2 separate regions of the Gasterosteus aculeatus genome follow, and region 1 is linked to region 2. The links are chromatin contacts, called in public Hi-C maps. All regions are on one chromosome and are shown on one strand. Each heading gives the region's core, a stretch centred on a gene start, on an enhancer-like site or on the middle of the called end of the contact. The rest is flanking DNA. Distances are from core to core; before and after follow the strand shown.

What was found. Hi-C and Micro-C count contacts between places; a contact is called where the count stands out from the background.
Region 1: a Hi-C map of whole body shows a contact between it and region 2, with 2.4 times the contacts expected there. The contact joins the promoter of LOC120832520 here to the enhancer-like site in region 2. A contact is called at or near these places in 2 of 6 Hi-C or Micro-C datasets (skeletal muscle and whole body).

What each region holds. Positions count from the first base shown.
Region 1 is chr15:3,772,487-3,776,956 of fGasAcu3.hap1.1, reverse strand. It overlaps LOC120832520 (inverted formin-2), which reads right to left and starts at 3,142. Exons shown (of 22, transcript XR_013452763.1): 1 at 2,892-3,142; 2 at 1-105.
Region 2 is chr15:3,649,490-3,654,256 of fGasAcu3.hap1.1, reverse strand. No RefSeq gene overlaps it. Among protein-coding and RNA genes, the nearest start is that of LOC120832524, 4.3 kb to the right of the region's middle. Within about 2 kb of position 1,611, at least 6 of the 9 cell types and tissues checked have open chromatin away from gene starts, as enhancers often do.

The DNA.
Region 1 (4,470 bases), core at 1,893-4,392, 120 kb before region 2:
TCTCCAGGTTGGCCTCCAGCTGGGTGTCCGAGTCCTGCGAGGAGCCCAGGCGATCCCGGACCGCCGCCCACTTCTGTTTCCCGTCCGACTTCCCTGACATGGCGGCTGCGGAGGACAGAAGGGAACCAGATGACGAGGGGCCCTTTTCAGCTAGAATTTATCAGAAGTTCAGCTTGTTTTGGACGCCGGATGTCGTCTGTTTGCAAAGATAACCGAGGGTTCTATTCAGTCATTGCTATCCAGACAGGCGGAAGCTGGCCAAAATGCGGCCATGTCAGAAAGGAAAGAAGAATAGGAAACGATAACTCCACACTTTAGTGGATGATTAAAAAGGTATGTCAGCAGTCCGGTGACCACTAGCTCTGCCAAACATTCCTATCTAATCCTGCTTGAAAGAGAGGAGAGTTGTCAGCTGGTAAACACTCTCCGCAAAGCCCGGTTCAGTGCTGTCTGGGCGGCGTGTACCCTGGTTCGTCATGTGCAGACGCTTGTGACGGGCTAAAACATAGAGACGACTGTCCAGGAGAAACGTTTCACAAACATGACCCCAACATACGTGACATTGGCGTGGATGCACGCGTTGATCACCACGAGTGCCTTTTTCTGGTAAAACCTCCGAGCACAGTGCAGCTCTTTATTTCATCAAACCGCCTCCCCCACAAGCTCCAAATAACGATCTGCGTCGATGCAGGTTACAAGTATAAGCACGTCCCCGCATTATTAAAAAATGTTAAATTAAGAGCTTGGGACGAAAAATGGGGGAAAGCTTTCTTCAAAGTTGAAATTTCTTTTCTCTCTCAGTGGTTTGTAATAAAAAAGAACAAGCGTGAGCGGTGCTTCTGCCTCCTGCTGTGGATTTCACACTTGGCAGACATAAGATACACAGACGAGGCATCGAGGGATGAGCCCGTACAAGCGCAATGCTCTGTTAAAAGGTCGTTCGTGGAGCCAATCTGGGAGGAGTAATAGCTTTCAACAGATTTTTACCTTCCAAACGATGCCGGGACCCACTCAGAGATCCTGCCGCTTTATTCGCCGTTTCATGTTGATTTGGTGTTTTTGTTCCTCGGTAAAATAAACACAGCAAAACTCAAATGGGGATTTCTCTCCTTTCTAAAAAAAGGTAACGAGCAGAAGTGGAAAAATCGGAAAGAATAGCGTTTGCGCCCACTCGCCATGAATCAGGGCGAGGACTCGTCTTTGCTTGCACGTTGTGGCGAGGCGTTTGTCAGCGCTGAGTGCAGCGTCTCAGCCCTGCTGCCAGTGTGAGAGTGTTACCGTGGCAGCCAGCAGACAGACAATGGCGTTTCACAAGAGGCCTTCTCAATACTCATCAAAGGGCCGCGTTCACAAGATGGACGCGTGACTCGCTGCGCCGCGGCCCAATAGGACTCTATGTCCAGAAAAACAGTTCAACACTTTCTGATTCCACAACTTGATGTTTAGTGTGAGAGAATTTAATGGGAAAAAGAGGAAGTCTTTCCAATAGTTGAAGGGATGTGGTGCGTGCATAAACCGCATGACTCTGGGACTCTTGGTTAGGGAGGAAAGGACTTTCCCTGCACAGGAAGCTGGAGATAAACACGCGGATGTGACAGCTCCTGTTCTTCTCTGGAAACTGCTGTTTTCGTGGCCGATCACCGACGTGCGTTTTTTCGGTTCATGACGCAAACAATCTGCACGACACGCCAAGCGATGCCCAACTTCAACTGTGACGGGGAAAAACATTTGCCACATTCATCTGAGCATTCCTTAAATATCAAAGAACATTTTTTAATTCCCCCGACCCCGTCCGTCAAGTCTCCCACGTGGGCCGCTAATAGCCTGGCGCTGATTCACTGGACAAACCTCCTCATCTGTCCTCCGGTTCAACCGCCCACACACAGCAGCCCACTGCTTCTGTGCAACACCTCGGGACAGGCAGAAAACATCCTCGCTGACTTCCTCCGAGGCGCGTGCAAAGCTGGCTTGCACTGATGCGAGTCAGCAATAATACATGAGTGAATTCAAGAATAGCTTTAGGGGGATGAATATCAGTTTTAAAGCATGCACACCTCCCTGCATTTGTTTACATGCATTAAAATACCAGATGTAAAACAAACAATGGGGGGGTACGTGTTGTGTTTTACATCTTGATCACTGACATGATAGTGGATGTCATGCTGTATATTACTTGTAACACAATGTCGCTTGGGAATTGCGTAACTGTAGATAATGATGGAAGCTTCATCCGCGCGGTAGATTCTATTATTATTCCCAGAGTGATTATTCCAACATAAAACATCCGGCAGTCGTTTGACTGATAACCTACTCCCCTCCATTCTCTGCTATTTAAGGGAGTGACCAAAAAGTCCACAAGCACATTGTGGAGTTGAAATTGATCTTTTAGTTGTAGATTCCTGTATTGTTAATATTACAGGTCCGTTCAGCAATTAGCAGATTGGGTTTAACATCTGCCCATTTGCAGATGAATTGACAAGAGTCCACGCAGCTTTGAAACTGGAATAACCCGTTGAAGAATTTGTGTCCAAAGTGTTTTTTCCTCCTCCTCGTTCTGTCCGAGGAGAGGAGGGTTGAGAGGAGCCACGTCTTACACAACACATTGGCACACAGGAATGCACAACAACAGTTTGCCCATCTGAATTGTGCATTAACTCATTATGATTAAAACAATAACCCACAGACCTTAGTAGCAACATCTACGTTGTGCAACAGCGTTACTTTGCGCTGCCGTTTATTCCCCGCACAGCAAAGAGCATAACGGGACTACAGTCCCTCACTTGGGGGAGGAAGACACGGCAGAAAATACAGCGATAAAGCGTATGGTCCCTCCTCGTAATGCCTTGGTGCATCGTTATAGATCACATATAAACCGACTATGACAACCCTACCTGATTTTTAGTCCATGAACGCGAAGACAGTTTACAGATCCGCGTCCTGCGCGGGGGTTAAATCGGGTCGCGCTTTGCCGTCATCCGGACTTTTCTCTTTTTTAATCGGATCGATACGTCGGCGTGAAGCCCTGCAGGTGTCGGCGCGGTGTTGCACCCCGGAGCCCGTGTGGTGCGCGCAGGGCACCGTTTTCAAAAACGTTGCGGCCCCCGGGGCTTTTTATCCGAGACGGACGGCGTCGAATGAAGGCGGCGGCATTGGGTTCACTACAGCATCCGGTTGAGACCTTCAGAATAAAGCGTGTGCGTAACTGTCAGCGCGGATTTATTTGTTGAGATCCACGCAGATGAGATGGCGTTAACGCGTAGATTAGTCAATTGTCCCTCTAATTAGCGTTATATGGTAGCGTTGAATCAAGAGGTAAAACAAAGTATCACTCCTGAGGAAAAAATAAATGACAAAAAAATAAATGAAAAGACAACAATAACAAGATATTAAGTAAGATTTGGGTTTACAGAGTCTACAAAGTATTAAACAAATTACAAATGGAGAAATGTTGCCCGTGAAGGGATCCAATCGGGGTATCTAGATTTTAGGCTTAATAATATTTTCATATGTTCACGTTAGGCCACAATTTACCAAATTGAAACATGAAAGTGAAACTGCTAACTATAAGATCAACCATGGCTGGAGGAATGACCTGTGATCAAGGTGGATTCATCCAGATGTGAGAGATCTGTCTGCATATCCTTCGCACCCAAACAGGTTTCGGTGGACATTGTTTTATTGTGGAGGCAGAACTGCCGACCTTCCGGGGTTGACGGACCTGCTGCTTTCTGGCTTGAAGCTGATTGGGATGCGAAAATGCAGCCCAGTGGTCGAGGGCCCTCCTCCAATACTCCCCCATCCCATCAGCTGGAATGGACCTCAGGCGGACATTACCCAGTTTAATGGGCCAGTACAAGTTGCCCATCACAATAGGAGCTCAAGGAATGTCATTTTCTCCAGAGACAGCGGTCTAGTTGTTGTAGCCCCGTGTGGCCCGAGGCAATTGAGTTTACTAGAGTTTCACTGCCCCAGAAAGAAGTAGCCACAGTAAGTGACAAAAGTATTGTCCCACTACTTAGGCGTGCGTACAATATGACGTGTTGTTTCTCCACAACCAGCTGCAAGTTGTACTCAAGTTACGACATCAAAGAATATGCAGGATGGCTTTTGTTTTGAACGGAGCAACAAAAGCCATCTTAGGTGGTCAAACAGGTTCATGAAAGCCAGTAGAAAGCAAGCTCCCAAAATGTGTCAGGCGACATTACTTTCATTTATTGGTGTAATGAGCCCATGCAGGGATTGGATTTTCATCCAAGCTTTTAGGCATAAAGTAACTTTTAAACCACTCGTCCTGCTGTCAAACCTTTTACCTTGAGGACCTCTATAAAGGCGTTGCAGAGATTATAGTTGGTAGGATTTAGTTCTACTGTGTTTGTCCACAGGGAACCTTGGAGAAACACTTTAGGTTTCCCTTCAACAAAAAGGGTCATTAAAAATGCTCAATAGAAGCCAGTGACACGGCTCCTCTGG
Region 2 (4,767 bases), core at 362-2,861:
CGCCTCTCATCCTCTTCAGTCCGTCTTGTTTTTACCACCCTCTCTCTCTCTCTCTCTCTCTCTCTCTCGCTCTGTGTGCCACTGTTATCACATCATCTGCGCAGAGAGACGAGGTTGGTCTGACCAGTGACAGGTAATCAGAGGGCATGTGGGAGTTGGCTCCAGAAAGTCTGCCCCTATACCTACTTTGACACTGGCGCTCCCTCTTTTTTCTTTTTCATTTCCCCCCCTCCTCCCCCCGCTCTCTCTTTGTCTCTCAAAACACAAACTCACACAGACACACACACACACACACACACACACCGCCAGACATCTGCAGACTGCGTGGTGGACCAGTCATGTCAAATGTCAGTTAAGAAATTAGTCACCAGGGAGCAGGATGAGTAACATCGACTGTCTCATCGCCTCTTCACTTCTGTTCTGAGGTGTTCGGAACAATGTGGGAGCTGCCATGAGCAGTATTTTTTCATTTATTTTGCTACGCAAGACTCACCGACTGTTCCTGAATCTGACTACGAAGATGATTGTTAAGAGGAACGTTTGTGGTGGGATCATGTGTTGATTTCCTGAATAACAGTTGATCTCGTGCACATTCAGCCTTCGCAGCGGGAGAAAACTACTGTGAAGTTATAAACCTCTAAGTGTGCCGTGAAATGAAGTTTTTTTGTATTATTCTTAAATGTGTTTAAGACTGACCTTAAAGAAACTCTGCATGCACGAACAGTTAGTTCATTCTGCCCTCTATTGATACAAACGTGTAACTGCAAAAGAAAAAAAAGTCTGCTTTTGCTGCCTTATATTTTTTCCCTCTTACTTAAAACAATGCAGCGATTTATTTTGACATATATAAAGCTGACATTCCTCAACAGGTTGGGGGGGATATTGGAAAAATCTGATTCTCAAAGAGGAAGACGCATCCAAATCCAACGTCGGAAAACACATCCGTCAGTAATTTTACAAGCATTCTTCATTTTTAATGGTACTGGGAGAACATGCAAGGTCAGGAAGAAAAGGCCCATCCTCTCTTACTTTTAACCATTGGACCCCCCCCCCCCAAGCCATCTTAACATGTCATTATTGTGTGACTTTTGTGTCCTTGTGCTCCTAAAGTGGGTGGTGTCACTCACTCGTTTGAAGTGTAGACCACTGTCATTTTTCTGTCAGTCTATTTAAATAGCGGTTGGAGAGAGTCGGACTGAGTCACGGGTCCCGTCTGCCACTGTGGGAGCGTCAGGAGAAGTCCCCCTCTGCTGGATCCTATTTGGCCGATCACCTGACAGGAGCCAGACGGGTCACCGGTGGGAGCTGAATCAGATCAGACGCGGCGGGCCACGTCTAGACGAGGAGCAGACCCCCTTCCTTGTATTGTTTGTTTGGTAGGTGGTGGTGAGAGAAAAACAGGAAGAGAGTGTGACTAAGCCAGTGAAAACCTGGTGTCCGGGAGCAGCGAAGGCTTCCTGCCGTCGGATGTTTCCTCACACACACACACACACACACACACACACTGACTGGCCAGCACTCAGAGTTATCGTCTATGTTTTGTGCGATAATATAAACTGGACACTATTGGAAGAGGTGCGTCTCTAGATTCCACCACACAGTGGCAGCACGACATAAAGAAAAGAAAAAAGGCCTTTTTTTTTTTTTCTCAGGGACTAAAAGCCAGGCTCACACAATAGGTGATAGGAATAGTTATTCCACTTTGATAAAATATGCTTATTTACGTTATTTAATAGAGTTAGGCGAGAAAATTGTCAACACACCTTAAGAATATCAATCTTCGAATCGATCCCTCAACAAGAAACCTTCGGTAATGTTCTGAAATGTCCTTCACACTTTCACCCACCTTTGCGTAACTTACACTCTCTCCTTCTGACCCGTATCTACTTTCCTTCGGTCCACGTGACTGCACATGAGCGCACATGCCGCCTATGGTCGATGATGTCAGCTCCCTCGCTTCACCTTCATAAAGGTCAGAGAACCAGCACATTTCTCACATTCTTGCTCCTGTCTCCTGTCCTCCTCCTCCCCCCCCCCACAAAGACAGGAGTGTATATTTGTCCCAGACACAACGTTAAGCAGTGAGCATTTTCCCTTCGCAAGGTGGTTGTTTCGCCTCAATGTTTGAGTCGGTGGAACTGTAATTATGTCCGAATTTACAGCTGAAACACGGGTTGTGACATTCCTCTGCCAGCTGGAGGTCTGCCTGTAAATCTGGCACCTTTACCTGAGGAGCCTCCCCCAAAGCACACGGAAACCGCTAGAACCTTCTAAGGAAAGCCTCAGGTGTGGGTTCACGCTTTCGGCGTGAGCTCAGGACTCAAGATGATCTAATCAGGACGATAGCAGGAAGGCAGAGTTGATATATTTTCATGATTTATGGTACGCCTCATCAGCTTGATTTATTTTCACCAAAAGAAAATGAGATAATGAGTTTATACTTACTGATTCAAAGGGAAATCAGAGTGCGTGTTTTTGTTTAAGATTATGCTTATCTGACCCTTGACAGCTTCACACATTGTTGATGCCAGCTATTTAAAAACGGGTGTTGGTCTGCCACTAGCAACTCCCTGGTAAAGATAGTTGAGCGTTTAGCAGCTAAAGTACCAATTGATTCCATTGGGATTTGGTGGTGACCAAAATAGAGCAAAAAACGAGAGAGCAAATGAACATTTGTGTCTTGAAATACAACCTCCAGATAAGTAGCAAATACTTTGTCTGTGCTTGATGTGTGAACAAGCAAACGTTTGCTCGCCAACGACAGCAACACGTTTTTTAGGTGACACGATGTTGTAACGCTCTCTAGTGGTCAACATTGCAGTTAATGGAGGTTTGAAGTAATCATTGAGAAAAAGATGATCGGCTCACTTCCTCCTCGATATCTAAATTGTGTTAAAGTGATATCATACATTGTGACAAGATTATGAAATACAAAATCACGTCTGTTAAAACAGCGCGCTCAAGGCTGGACTACCAAGTACTTTGCTCGTAAAACTGAACATTTTGCCAGAGAAAACTGCACAAGTTGTACATGAAAACCAAACGCGCTCCCACGCAAAAAACACACGAGAAACGCTTCTATCTACGCAGCCAAAGTAGTTCGTGACCAGGTAGAATCCGGGTCACGGCCTCGCCCATGTGCTCATTTACTGTAACCGTAGACCTCCCGAGGCTCGCTAGGTCTATGTCTCAATGATCCCACGTATGAAAGGGAGGATTACACCGGGCAGGTGTTGTGGGAATGGGGACACACGGGTTCTTTTAGGTTCAATCCTCTGTGGAATTCATCATCTTCACATAGATTTTCAGATTAAAACTTCTGAGAGGTCCACTCGACGGTTCCGCCCCGGAGCACGAAGGGGGGTGAGCAAGAACGCCACTTATAATTGTCAAACGGGCTGGTGGCTCCACGAGGTCACAGGGTAGAGAGGAGATGGAGAGGGGGAGGGAGAAGCCCAGAGTTGGGCATGAACTGCCGCCAGAGGACGTGAGCCATGACTGGGTCTGAGTCATGAGGCCTTCTGATGCCAATCGAACCCGGGAACCTCATGTGTCATTACAGTGCTCTGGGAATGTGTTGATGTAGCTGCTGAGAGAAACCTTATAAGTTGAAACTCAGAGAGGTGTACAGTTTATGGTTCTTCTATTTGCACCAAAAGACTGTCACTCTGTCCATGGCTTAAGACCGCCTACGTCTCCGCAGAACGAGAACACAGACAAGGGAGGAATTATCTGAGGGGTGTTCTGAGGCGCTTTGAGCTGACGCTATCGTCATTGTTGCAGTTAACAGTTTTAAGGACACTTGATTCCAAATTGCAAACATCCACCTTGTGGTGGAGCTGAAGGAAAAGTGGGAGGATCCCCATAATCATTACAACACATCTGCTAACAACCAAAGGTGTATGTGCCAATCCCACTTGCATATTTATGCCTAATTTAGACATTGGACAACACGGAGTTGTGTCGGGCCGAACTTCTGGAACCATAGAATCACACGCATCAAAGAAATCAAAGACTGCCTGTTAAAGTGTTTAACTATTCCGAATGCCCACACCAGCGTTAGGTTGAACCGCTCACCAGATGACCGGGCATCTGCTTAGATTTACGTCCTCTCCCTATTACCTCACAGAAAACAGCCAATTCACAGACTACAAAGACAAAGTGGAGGACCTAACCCTCGGGGCTGGTTGAACCCACTGAACCCTTTAACGTTCAAGCAGAAGTGCTTCAAGGCAGAATAGGATGGGGGGGTGGATGTAGTTTTGTTTGCTGTGATGACTGCGAGACAGAGAAAAAAAAGACAGCAGGAGACCCGACGGTGTCAAAACACATTATTATAGACCCTGCGTGGAAAACAGCGACTGGACCAGACCTCACAGAGAGAAAACGAGTGAGTGAGCACATGCAAGATGAAAGGAGTCAAGGACACGAGAAAAGAGAGCATTGATTGAGAAAAATAAAACAAAACATTGAATGACATATTGGTGAGTCTTTTTGTAAAGTAGACCTGCGCATCAGCCCCGATCGACTGCATGATGAGCTGCTCTTTTTGTTGGACTCCTCACAATGTTTCCGAGCCCCTCCTATACCAAGTTCCAAACAAATGAAGTGAGAGTAGGTCCCCCTGGATGGCAATAATGGAGGAGAGCTGTAGTCATCTCTGTCTATCATTACCTCTGTACAACCATCTGTTTCAACACAAAGACCATTGTGCTGCTAGTCATTGTGGCTGAGATTCTGAAAGGTTTTCGTTTGTTCCCAATTCTT